Regions from separate parts of the Mus musculus genome. Here all the other regions are linked to region 2. The links are chromatin contacts, called in public HiChIP or PLAC-seq maps. All regions are on one chromosome and are shown on one strand. The core of a region is the stretch at or near the end of the contact, and the rest is flanking DNA. Distances in the headings are between cores, read along the strand shown. Region 1 holds the start of Fhad1os2 (a long non-coding RNA gene). Region 2 holds the start of Atp13a2 (ATPase type 13A2). Region 3 holds the start of Dnajc16 (DnaJ heat shock protein family (Hsp40) member C16). Region 4 holds the start of Tmem82 (transmembrane protein 82).

Region 1 (3,142 bases), core at 355-2,854, 890 kb before region 2:
CTCTACGGTGTCCTACATTCTCAGGTGCCCCTGCTGTGGCCACACGCAGTGCCTTCCAGACCTCCTAGCTATTATTACTCTGTCTGCTGAGCAGAGAGCTACTTAAATAACCTCCGGGTTACAGCGATAACCCAAAGGCCAGCGTGTCACACTGCCCGAACCCCTATCTGATGCCAGTGTCACTCCCTCAGAGACAACAGGGGACAGACACTTGAGAAGCTTGTGTTCTGCATTCCTGTGAGCTTTGTGTCGAGTCATGTGGGTTCAGAGGTGTCACTTCGGCAGCTTCTGTTTCTTGGCAGTGACCTTCAGACCTAAAAGTGGGCCACCGGATGCTCTAGAGGGGACATTGAGAAAATATCCAATGTGTCCCCAGCCTTCTCAGGGTATCACAGAGCATGAACAAATATATCCCGTGCCTTCCCTGTAAGCTAGACTAGCCACTACGCTGGGCCTGAGGGAGAGGGGTACAAAGGCAGCCAGGGCTGCTCTATCAGCTGCTTCATCAATAGTTCATGATGGGTAAGGGTAGCTGTAACCTTCCTAGTTTACTCTGTGGGGTCCAGTGGATCTCACACTCCAACACAGTTACTCTTGCCCCACATCAGTCTCCCGGTAGCCCAGAACAGGAAAGGATCCCGGGCCACACCCAGTGTCCGGCACACTTCACAAATCTATCCTTTTTATCTGCAAGCAGCAGGACACTGTTTTCCCAGAGTAGCTACTGCCAGAATGAAAGTCCCAGTCTTATGCCCATGTTAGGACCGTCTTTGGAAGGAGCCCAGAAGGGCACTCCAGTGCCAGAAGGGCTGGGCTTAAGGTATCTTTTCCCTACAGACATACACACATCATCTTAAAGGATTTGAAATGACTAACTGTTGCACGAACAAACATCTATTCACCCAGACAGGAACAGATGACAGTCTGAAAAAATCAGTACGCTAAGTCCATCCTGGAACATATGAGTCTACGGGGAGTTACCGGAGTGAGATGGAGGACTCACCCCCACACAGGTGAGGACTCAGGAAAGACACACTCCTGGAGGGCGAGGCACCCTGGAGGCAGATGTGCAGGTGGTCGGAATCCCCATTCCTCCCCAGTTGTTTCAGGTCTCCAAGCCCTGGGGAGGAGCCCTGTGTAATCTCCTGTTTCCAGGTTTGTTTACTTTCTGGGTCCCTCCCCTCCTTCCCGCAAGGGACGCAAGGGACGTTCAATTCAGAGGAAATGGCTGCGGACTCTGAGACATTAACTTGCCTATGACTTAAAACAGCATTTGGAGGCTGGTGAGGTGGTTCAGCTGGCAAAGGAATTTGCTGTCAGAGCCTTAACTTCAGTTCTGTCCCCAGGCCAGATGTGGCAGAGGTTGAGAACTAACTCCTACAGTTGTCCTCTGGCCTCCCAGGCAGCACTGTGGCACACCCTCCACAGCCATTGTTCTGGTACACTGTCTACTGCTGGGGCTTATTTGGCTTCCTTGGCCAGATTACCATCCATCAAGAAGGGAAGAAACGAAAGGCAGGAACCCAGAGGCAGGATCTGAGGCAGCGGGCTGGACTCTCCCACATCAATTCTTTTGTTTGTTTGTTTGTTTTGTTTATTTTTAAATTTTATTTATTTATGTATTTATTTTGGTTCTTCATGACAGGGTTTCTTCTCTGTGTAATCCTGGCTGTCCCGAAACTCACTTTGTAGACCAGGCTGGCCTCAAAGGCAGAGATCTACTTGCCTCTGTCTCCCGAGGCCAGATCTAGTTTACCCCCAAATTCTATATTCCAGTGTAGAAGCCGTATCATGAAGTTTTTACAGCTAGTTCAAAATACATCGGTGGGTATACCAGAGAGGCGGGTACCGTGAGATTGGCGTTTGCCATAGGCTCCAGGTGCTGTCTGATGGCATTCTTAGCTCTTGGATTGGTGGAAGCTGGTAGTCTGTTAAGTTACTAGATTCCCAAAGATTTTCATGTATCAGTCACAGGACGTTAGTGGGGCAGGGTGGGGGTGGGAGTGGGCATATGGTCTGGCTGTTCCTGAGAGCTAGAACTAGCCCAAGGTGAAGTAACTAAGTAGCCTTTGGAACTGCGACATTCCAGTCTCCTCAGAGAACTGTAACACTAACCAACCAATCAGGCTCTGCGGGGCACAGCTTCTTTCCAGGAATTTGGTTCACAGAGGCAATTCCTCAGTTGAGGTCACTTCCTTCCAGATAGGTTTACGCCAAGTTGACAAAAAAAAAAACCAACCCAGCACAACCACCAACACACACACATACATACACACACACATATACACATATACGCACATATACATACATACACACATACACATATATGCATGCACATGCACACAGATATATGCAATTAAAAACAACCACAACTAAATCTTAGAATATTGAGGATCAAACACAGGGACCCACAAATGCTAGGCAAGCATTCTATCACTGAGCTACACCCCCAACCCATATGCAAATAATATGAAATCTTACCTCAGGTCAACTCATAATCTCCCTTTGCATATTTACCTCCCTTTCTTCCTGCTCCAGGCAGCGGGGCCTCAGGAGCCACTACCTACCTTCACTGCCCCCACTGAATGGCCTCCAGATGCTGTAAGAGATTGAAGAGAAAGATTAAGATTCCCTTCCCCTGCCATCACCCCGTCGCCTCAAGTGAGTGTTTATGGTATCCCTGGACATTGACGGCTAAGCATCATCTCGGTCCATCTGGGGCTTCCTGATGACTGAGGTCTTTATGAGGCTTTCCTGATGACTGATGATTAATTAGTATCCTGGCATTCCTGAGTGCTAGGCGCATGCTCTAGGCTGCATGCTCTGACCCAGGGTTATCTCGGAAGGCCTCACTAATCCCTTTCTTGATTCCCCCAGAAGCTCAGGGCTTGATGAGACCACCCAGTTCTGTCAGACTCTGGAATGTGCCCCCAGTGGTCACGCCCTATTTCTTCCTTCTGTCTTTTCCGTGTACGCAGGCACAAGTGTGCATGTGTATATGTGTGTGCATGTGTGTAAGGGGTGTACCCATATACTCACGAGGAAGACATTAATTGACTCACTCTATCATGCTATCATGCCCTATTTCCATGAGAAATGATCCTCACTGATCTTTGAGATAGGCTGGAAGCAACCCCCAGTA
Region 2 (3,166 bases), core at 279-2,778:
TAGTCCAAGGTCATCCACGACTAAGTATTGGATTTGAGGCCAGCCTGGGCTACATGACACCCCAATCTCAAACAATAAAAATAATAGGGGCTGGAGAGTTACCTCAGCAGTTAAGAGTACAGTCAGCTCTCCTAGAGGACATGAGTTTGCTTTTCAGCATTCACAACCTTCTGTAATCCCCTCAAAGCCACACACACACATACACACACAAACATTTTAAAAACAAATCTTTAAAAGATTAAATAATATAATGCAAAGATTGCACCGGGTGTGGTGGCACATGCCTTTAATCCCAGCACTGGGGAGGCAGAGGCAGGCGGATTTCTGAGTTCGAGGCCAGCCTGGTCTACAAAGTGAGTTCCAGAACAGCCAGGGCTACAGAGAGAAACCCTATCTCAAAAAACAAAACAACAACAACAACAACAACAACAAAATTACAATATAGCTCCAGTAGAGCAAAAGGTCCAGGTTTGACACCCTTCTCAGCACTCAGCCAGAAACCCAAACACAAAGCCCAAGAAAAGGCAGGCCAAGAATGAAAGACCAACATAAAGACACGCATGGCAGAGACGAGGCTTGAGCCCAGTTCCCAGCCCTGGGGCAGCCACACCAGCACCGTAGAGCTGAGGGGTGGGAGTCAAAGCCATTTGGGAACCTCTTATTTCCTGCGGAAGACCCAGCTTCCGGCTGCTAATCTATCAGTGGCCCAGGGCACCAGCATCTACTTCTGGTGGCTCCCCCATGGCCATGAGCTCATGGCTTCCCTCAAGCTGGGAGGGTGTGCGCCTAGGAGGTCTTTATGTAGATTCTAGGTGCTATGCTAGACGCTAGAGACTTTGCTCAAGTGCAGAGTCAGGGGTCTGGTGCATAAGGGGAAGACGTTGTTCTTATCACAAGTTGAATTGTAGCCCCCTATTGTTTTCCATTCCTCACCTAAGACACTGTCGGATGGAAGTTGGGGACTGGGCTAGACAGAGACATGCTAGCACCCGGAGGTTAGCAGACCATCTGCATCTGGTGGGATTTTGGTTTCAGCCTAAGACACTCATTCTGGCATGGGGGGGGGGCATGCAGGATATGGTCCTTGGATGTGGCCACTGGCAAGCTTTCTGTGTAGGTCAGGAGTGCATTTGTGCCTCGGCAGAGAGCTGGCTTCCCTAATCCTGTTCATGTAGCACATATGGGTGCTGCACAGAGGACCCACGGCGGTGCACCGCGTCCATCACTGGGACCTGTCACTCAGGGTCGAATGCATTCAGAGGGGATGGGGAGGGCAGGAACCCCCGGCCCTAGGGTGAGCGCAGCGGCAACCTAAATCTGTCTCTGGGGGCCTGGGGATGAGACCCGAAGGGAGGGCCGGGCCGCCGCTCACCTGCGCTCATTTCGGCTCCTCGCGCTCATCGCCGGCCGCTGTGGCCCGCGGCCTGGGCTCGGCGTGCGAGGCCCCGGGGCACGGTCGGGGGGCGCCGGTTGCGGCGATCCGCGGAGGGGCCGGGCTGGGCAGCACCTGCAAGACGCGACGGCGACTGGAACTGTGCCGCAGTCTGCGGCCGTCAAGCCCCGCCCCTCCACGGCGCCTGCGTCCGTCGCTGCCGCGCGGGCTGCCGGGACTTGTAGTTCCCAGTCTGGCCTCTGTCCGGAGCTCGCTGAGATCTTGATGCTGTGGGCAGCGTGGGTGGAGGCGCGAGTCGGGGGATGGGGAGAGGAGGGAAGAGATGGGAAGCAAGGGAATGTGGACGGGACAGTCCCCAGACAAAAGAGATAGACGGAAAAGGACAGGCTGCGAGACAGGTAGGCAGACATACAGGCAGACAGAGGGCGATGCTGGGAAGACACAAGTGGACCGGCTTGACAGAAAGGGGCGGGGGGGGGGGCACCAGGCAGACAACAGACAAAGAGGTAGAGAGGTGACAGACAAACAAACAGAAAGGAACGTTGGGACACCCCATTGGAACAGCCTCCATATAGAACAACAATAATACAGGAAACAGGCGGACAGACAAACATCAAATAGGCAGGCAGAGTGGGAGGGAGAGGTTGGAAGACACAGGTGGGACAGTCTCCAGACAGAACAGACAAACGGAAAACCGATATGCTGGGAGACAGGACAGACAAAAAGACAGGCACACGGATAGGCTGCTGGCAGACAAACAGGGGGGCCATACTGGGAGACAGAGGTGGAAGAGGAGAAAGTGTCCTGTCCGCGACCACAGCCTCAGGCGCACCCCTCAGCACTGCACCTTACGCGTGCAGGTTCAAGCCTGCCCCTGTCTCTTCCAGGCTGTGTGACTGTAGATGTGTAAGCTAACCTCCCTGGGTCTCCTTTTCTTCAAAACAAAACAAAACAGCACTATTAATTCTAATTGTGTGTGTGTGTGTGTGTGTGTGTGTGTGTGTGTGTGTGTGTGTGTGTGTGTGTGTGGTGGTGGTGGTGGTGCATGTATGCACAATAGCACATCAGAGAACAGTCTTCAAGAGTCAGTCATATTCTTTCTGTGGGTGCCTAGGAATTGACCTTAAGTCCCCAGCAAACACCTTTACCCCCTGAGCCATATTACTGGGTTTGGACCTATTTTTTTTTTTTAAATTTTATTTCTTTTCACGTGCCTTGGTGTTTGACTGCATGCGTGTCTGTGTGAGGGTGTTGGATCCTCTGGAACTGGCGTTACAGGCAGCTATGAGCTGCCATGTGGGTGCTGGGAATTGAACCCAGGATCTTTGGAAGAGCCACTCATGCTCTTTTTTTTTTTTTTTTTTTGGTTTTTCGATACAGGGTTTCTCTGTATCTTCTTGGCTGTCCTGGAACTCACTTTGTAGACCAGGCTGGCCTCGAACTCAGAAATCCACCTGCCTCTGCCTCCCAAGTGCTGGGATTAAAGGCGTACGCCACCACTGCCCGGCTACCGCCCATGCTCTTATCCACTGAGCCATCTCCCCAGCCCCGGGACAGCTTTTTCTGACCTGTACAATGACAAATAGCAGCAGTGACGGCTTGTTGTACGTGCTGCATAAGAGCACTCATCTAAAGCCTGATACTACTGGGTAGATATCAGGAGAAGGTCACACTTGCCATAGACTCCCATGGTCAGATATGGCCAGAAAGGTGCTCCATACAGGTTGGCTGTGATGATGCGCAGGAGGCTAAAGGGAGGTAGGACCTAGCCCA
Region 3 (2,942 bases), core at 431-2,930, 800 kb before region 2:
CGGGAGGAGCAGCTGAGGTGAATTTACAAACAGGAAATCTGGGGAGAGCAGTAATGAGAAACTCAAAGGGGGTTAGTTGCCCCAAAGTAAAGGAGATTCACCACGTTGGCTAAAACTGGCTTGTTTGGGGATTTGGCAGTTATCCCTGCCACCTGATTTCTCAGACTGTTAAATAACCTAGTTTCAGCTTGGTAAAAATAAACATGAGTGAGTGCAAATTGGTCTGCTGGTGCCAGTGCAGAAAATCAATCCAAAACACAGGTATAGTATAGGTCACTCGAGCAGCAAAGCCTTAGGCACAGACCAATATTCAGCTCTGCGACAGCGCATTCGCCTAGCATGCACGAGAGGCGGGGGGGGGGGGGGGGATGACGATGATAGGCTTTAGCTTCATTTTTTATTTATTTTGCAACTAACTATTCAAATATTTACTGGCAGCTTGTACAAACCAAGGTCTGTGCAGACAGTGATACAATGCTGAACAAGAAAAGTGTGAGACTCTACCTGCAGGAGCTTACCTGAAAGAGCTCTACCTGAAAGAGCCCAAAGAACAACGATATACACTAAATGTATAGAAGAGAGAGCCAGGCATGGTAGTGCAGACTTTTAATCCCGGCACTCTTTGAGGAGGCAGAGGCAGGCAGATCTCCTGAGTTTGAGACCACCCTGATTCACCTAGTAAGTTCCAGGCCAGCGAGGATTACACGGTGAGACCCTGTCTCAAAAGCAAACAACAAAAACAGCATGCTAGGTAAGTGTTTTAGAAACCGATTACATAAGAACTCACTCAACACGAGGCATGGAATAGAAAATACATCAAGAGCCCTTGGTCACGGGCGCAAAAAAAAAAAAAAAAAATGTCAGCCTTATTCACCACGCCCTCTTCCCTCGGTTCTTTTGTTTGTTTGTTTGTTTGTTTGTTTGCTTGTTTGTTTGTTTTTTCAAGACAGGGTTTCTCTGTACAGTCCTGGCTGTCCTGGAACTCACTTTGTAGACCAGGCTGGCCTCGAACTCAAATATCCACCTGCCTCTGCCTCCCAAGTGCTGGGATTAAAGGCGTGCGCAACCACGCCCGTCTTTCCCTCAGTTCTTGTCCAAATTCCAGTCTAGAACATCCTTGGGTTGATGTACTGAATTTGGAGCCTTGGATTCTAAGCTTCGGGCAAGTCTTTGGCCCTCTCCGAACTTCAGTATATGAAGAGGTTGAACTAGGAAGAATCCCTAAGGTCGCCTCAAACGCTGACGCTCTAGGATTCTATGAATAGGGTCAAAGTGAACTGGGACCAGCGACTGCGTCCCCGTCCTAGCAACAGTTGCTAGATGTGGGCCATCTTCTGGCAACCAGTGGAAACCCCTCCCCGGTTCCGGGAGGTCTTCCTGGTATCCCGTGATGCATAGCGACTCCGCCTCGCTAGAAGGCACGTTCTGGCCTCGCTAGTCAAGAGCAAGCTTTCAGACCCAGCCAGAGAGCGCTCTCCGTTCCTATAGCAACTGCGCCAGATCCAGGTGCCTACGGTGACCGTCAAGGCCAAAATAGGTTCATCGCGTGTGCGGCCTAAACCGGTCTGTGCGCGCGTCGCAGGCGTGGGGTCTTTAAGTGACACGTGACTGCCCCGGGCCTGGGCCCCGCCTCCTTCCCCTCCCCAGGTTCTCTGGTGTGGACTGGAAGCGCCGGCCCCGGCGGATTCACTGGAGCACGGACGCTGCGGCCGGTTGGGCCGGTGCCCTTTCCCGGTAACTCCTTCCCGGCTTGACGCGCGAGCGTGGCGGGGCCTTGCAAGCTGGGGGATCTCCCGTCAGATCCTCCGCGTCCTCAGCCCGCGCTGGGCCCCGGGGGGCCCCGGGAGCCGACAGGAACCGGGGCGGCGGGGGAGGGGGCCGCCTCCCGGAAGGTCGTAACCCGGGCGGGCGCCCGAGTCGGGACTTGGTCCTGCGGAGCGTCTGGGGAGCCTCCGCCGCCTGCGCTTGGGGACGCCGAGGGCTACCTGTTGGCCAGCGCGTCCCCAATCCTGTGGCCGGCCCCCTGGAGCTGGAGAACGTCAGCCAAAAATTGTCCCCACCTCACCCACTCCCGCAGCAGACACTTCACCCACCCTGCCTGTGGATTCTGCTTAGTAAACCCCTTACCCACTTTACTGTACCCCATCCCCATAAAGATCCTGCTAGGTGCTGGTGTTCAGTCACACCCTATCAGCAAGAACACAGGTTTAGGTCCTAGAATGGTGGTGGACAGCCCCCCACCCCCGCAATCTGATCCCCAATCTGGGTGAGTTTAGCCAGTACCTCAGAACAGGCTGTCTTAAAAGAGAAACAGGAACTGGCTTGCTTGTGGATTTTACTTAGCATGTGTGCAGTTCTAAACAGTGGTCAACTGTTTATAAAGACTCCCAAGCAGGGTTTATGGCTTGCACTTGTCAAAATCCACCCCCCCTGAGTAAGGTGTCAGCCACTGAACCTTACTAAACACTGTGAGGTCAAGATAAATGGACCCATGAAACCAGCATATGGTATAAAAGATCACAGCCCCCTGTGTGAGTGTGTGTATCTCCAGGTCCACGCTATCTCCTTATCAACCAGCCAGGATTATTCCAAAACCCACACTGAGTTCTACCCCTCAGCTGAGTTGTAGTTTAAAACATTTTAAAGCCGTGCCTATTCTTCTAGTCTTTCCTGTTCTCTTTAGATAAGAAACTGGATTCTTAATAATAGCAGACTTCTGAATATTAATGCACAGTTATTTTAAGGTGTTTTACTTTCATGTCTATTTAGTGTCCAGAAATGCCACAATGATCCTAGAATGTAATTTAGTACATGAGAAATCATGATGAGTTTGTGAGCTAATTTGACCCGTTCTCAGCTACTCTGAAGCCAATTATTTTAAGTTTATTGTTATGATAGATGAAATGGTGCATTTGAGATATCCTCTCCTGGATATCCTAGAT
Region 4 (3,357 bases), core at 341-2,840, 630 kb before region 2:
TTCCCTTCTCTCCCCTGGGTTACCATGCCTTAGCTCATGGCCACAGCAATGCCTACATTTAAAGATTCCCATTAGGGGAGCCACTCAGCTGCACTGGCTCCTCAGTCCTCCACCCACTGTGTGACCACATGAGCCTCTCTCAGCATGGGGAAACTGAGGCTGAGGGGAGCCATGTCTCTGGCTGGAGCCACATATGTTTGCCATGACAGAGCCAGGACTGGAGTTCAACTCTGCCTACCCCCATACCATGCTCTCAACGAAGACAAGGCTACATCAGGACTACTGGGCTTCGTGTCCCTCAGAGGCCACTGCATGTGAGACCCTTGTGCCACCAGGGAGTCCTTGGTGTCCCCAGAGTCTGGTTGGCCAAAGCTAGTTATCAAACCAAGTTCTGAAGCTGCCTCAATGGCTTAGCAAAACAAACAACCCTGTTTTCCTACCTTCTGAAGCTGGAAGCGCAGGAAGGTATTGGCGGTGTTGGCGTCTCTCTTTTATTTCAGTTATCTGTGGTGCTGTGGTAGAGCCAGGGCCTGGGCATGCTGGTCACGTGATCTGCCCGTGGTCCACACCACAGCCCAAGGCTGACTTCTCCTGAGACCTCTTTCCTTGACTTTAAAATGAGCAGCTTCCTTTGGTCTTCTCTGAATCTGAGTAAAATCAGCTTTCCTCAGGCTGGGGACATAGATCAGTCGGCAGACTGCCCACCTGATGCCCACGAGGCCCCCCAGGATCCAAATGAACTGGGCATGATGGCCCCTGCCTGTATTCTCAGCCCTGGGGAGGCAGAGGCAGGAGGATCTGGAGTTCGGAGTCATCCTCGGCTCCATAGCAAGTCTGAGGTCAGCCTGGATTCCATGAGAGCCAGAGAGGAGAGAGAGGGAGAGGAGGGGAGAAGGGGGTTGGGGAGGGAGGAAAGGGAGGAAGAGGAGGAGGAGGAAGAGGAGGAGGAGGAGGACAGGGAGATGGAGACCCAGTTCTGTTGAATAGGACCCACACAGGGACTGCATATTACCGAGGGAGCTACCACGGCCTCCCTCTACAGTCCCTGAGGGGCTGGATTAGGGCGTCAGCAGCAGTCTTAGAGCGCTTGAGTCCAGGCTTCCTGTTTGTGTACGTCCGGGGGAGCTCAGGCCTAGGAAAGAGGGTGCCTGTCCATGTGGGTCACGGAGCAGAGCCACTGCAGGGCCAACGACACACTCCGAGCCCTCTCTCCAGACTGCAGGCACGCTCCACCACAGGGACAGGTGTGTAAGGCACCCAGTGGCCTTTCTCCTATGAAAGTGGACACTCGCTCTTGGCCAGGTAGCCTCAACCACCTTCCCCAACCACTTCCCAAGTGAGAAAAATTACTCCAGATGAACACTCCTGAACACTCCAATAAAGTTTTATATTTTGTAAACTTTGGCAATTGCCCTCTGCTTCCCTGTCCCTGCCCCGCCCCGCCCCGCCCCAAACCCTCAATCTCAAGCCTTTTATTTCTAGGAAGGACCCAAAAAGCAGTGCCCGCCCGCCCAGGTGAAGCCTGCCACCTAGTGGACGGAAGGAGAACAGTATGACCCCAAGAAAGACTGCGCTCAACCGGAGTCTTTTTTTTTTTTTTTTTTTTTTCGAGACAGGGTTTCTTTGTGTAGCCCTGGCTATCCTGGAACTCACTCTGTAGACCAGGCTGGCCTCGAACTCAGAAATCCGCCTGCCTCTGCCTCCCGAGTGCTGGGATTAAAGGTGTGCGCCACCACGCCCAGCTTCAACCTAAGTCTTAAGGGGATTCCAAACCCTTCTTTCCCTGTGGCTTGTAGAAGCTAAACTACTAATTTTCAGAAGCCCGAAGAGACAGAGCGCTGCGGGGAGCAGCTCTGCTTTGGGAACTTGAGAGGGCCAAGTCACACTTCAGGTTGAGTGCGGGCCACACCTGAGAGGGGGAAGGCCAGGTGAGCTGGCCGAAGAGGGACTTCCGGAAGGCATGGTGGCCTTGAAGTCTAGCGGGGACAGACCAGAACCAGTTAACTGCTTTGCCCTTGAGACCTGAATGGGAAGCCACCAGCAGCTGCGAGCTGACAGTGCCACTGAATCCAGCAACCTGGAAGATCTAAGGCAGCTGTCTCCCCGGCCCCGCCCCCAGGCCTTTGACCCTTTCCTAGTCCCTCCCCTGTCCTCTAGAGACACCTTTGACCAGTGATATCATTGGGTTTGTCCCAGCGCGGACCCGGTCGGAGGCTGAGGGTTCCTGGAGGCTGCCATGTTCTCCCTGCCTTCCCTCTCCTCCTGGCTCCCCAGCCTCCCTTCCTTTGAGTGGGGTTCCAGTCTCTTCGACAGCCTTCTGCAAGGTGAGCGCCTCTGGGATGCACACCTGCCCCTCCCCGCCACGTCCCTCCCGCGGGTGGGCGGAGTGCAAGGTGGGCCCCACATCCACGTGGGGGTCTCGGCTCCTGGCTGCCCCCTGAGCTCACCCTGCCTCCTCCCCGACAACACTAACGCCCCCCCCCCTTCACCCTCTCCTTTGTCTGGCTCAGGCTTGATCGGGGCCCTTGGAGTCTCGGTTCTCAACAGTCTCCTGAAAGTTTATTTCTTCGTGGCCTGTGTCAAGTGAGTGTCCACGTCGGTCCCACCCACCTTGCCCAGGCAGTTGGTCCCTGAGCGGAGTCTGGTCTCTCTTGGAGAGAGCCGAGAGAGTTGAGCTGGAGCCCTGGCAACTCTCCCACGGGACAGGACCCCGTGATCCTGTCTTTCAGCCGGCACCCATTCTGCCCCCACAGTGACCCCCAGCGGCAGCCCCAAAAGCAGCGGCTGAGCGCGCAATGGGCCTCGTTGGAGATGCTGCATCTGGCTGGTCTGACCCTGTTCCTGACCTTGATAGGGTCCCGGGTAGCCGCCCTCGTCGTCTTGGAGTTCTCGCTCCGGGCTGTGTCCACTCTGCTGTCTCTGGGCAAGGTGAGACGACAGCGTGGGGCCACTCTGGGCCACTTTCATCCTCTGGATTGGGAAATAGAGCCTAGTGACCCCACCCCCACTTTCAGATGGAAACCATAGATTTTAGTTTGTTGCCTGGCAGTACGAGACAGACCCAACACACACACACACACACACACACACACACACACACACACACACACACAATCACACCCGTGTAAATGTCGGTTCTGTGAGCTGGGAGTGTGGATCAGTTGGTAGAGTGCTTGCCTGGCATGCTCACACAAAGCCCTGGATTTGATCCCCTGCACCGTGTAAACCCAGGCCTGGTGACAACCTTGCCTGAAGGATGAGAAGTTCAGGGCCATCCTTGACTATTGGGTCTGGGGCTAGCCTGGAACACATGAGATCCAAAAACAAAAGGCTTGTTCTGCTGAGCTTTTTGACCGG

The links. HiChIP or PLAC-seq counts read pairs in DNA pulled down with a chosen protein or histone mark.
Region 1: a contact with region 2 is called in an HNF4G HiChIP or PLAC-seq map of pancreatic cancer cells. The contact joins the promoter of Fhad1os2 here to the promoter of Atp13a2 in region 2. A contact is called at or near these places in 2 of 115 datasets of contacts at active chromatin or transcription factors (microglia and pancreatic cancer cells).
Region 3: a FOXA1 HiChIP or PLAC-seq map of pancreatic cancer cells shows a contact between it and region 2. The contact joins the promoter of Dnajc16 here to the promoter of Atp13a2 in region 2. A contact is called at or near these places in 1 of 39 promoter capture datasets (pre-B cells) and 1 of 115 datasets of contacts at active chromatin or transcription factors (pancreatic cancer cells).
Region 4: a contact with region 2 is called in a FOXA1 HiChIP or PLAC-seq map of pancreatic cancer cells. The contact joins the promoter of Tmem82 here to the promoter of Atp13a2 in region 2.

The regions. Positions count from the first base shown.
Region 1 is chr4:141,879,743-141,882,884 of GRCm38.p6, reverse strand. It overlaps Fhad1os2 (a long non-coding RNA gene), which reads right to left and starts at 1,604. Exons shown (of 5, transcript XR_003955162.1): 1 at 1,004-1,604. It overlaps Gm46874 (a long non-coding RNA gene), which reads left to right. Exons shown (of 3, transcript XR_001784482.1): 2 at 1-1,013; 3 at 2,539-3,142.
Region 2 is chr4:140,985,283-140,988,448 of GRCm38.p6, reverse strand. It overlaps Atp13a2 (ATPase type 13A2), which reads right to left and starts at 1,528. Exons shown (of 29, transcript NM_029097.3): 1 at 1,373-1,528. The coding sequence starts at 1,382.
Region 3 is chr4:141,789,382-141,792,323 of GRCm38.p6, reverse strand. Dnajc16 (DnaJ heat shock protein family (Hsp40) member C16) reads left to right here and starts at 1,680. Exons shown (of 15, transcript NM_172338.2): 1 at 1,680-1,734.
Region 4 is chr4:141,616,866-141,620,222 of GRCm38.p6, reverse strand. Tmem82 (transmembrane protein 82) reads left to right here and starts at 1,590. Exons shown (of 6, transcript NM_145987.2): 1 at 1,590-2,324; 2 at 2,511-2,583; 3 at 2,754-2,928. The coding sequence starts at 2,237. It overlaps Slc25a34 (solute carrier family 25, member 34), which reads left to right. Exons shown (of 5, transcript NM_001013780.1): 5 at 1-1,399.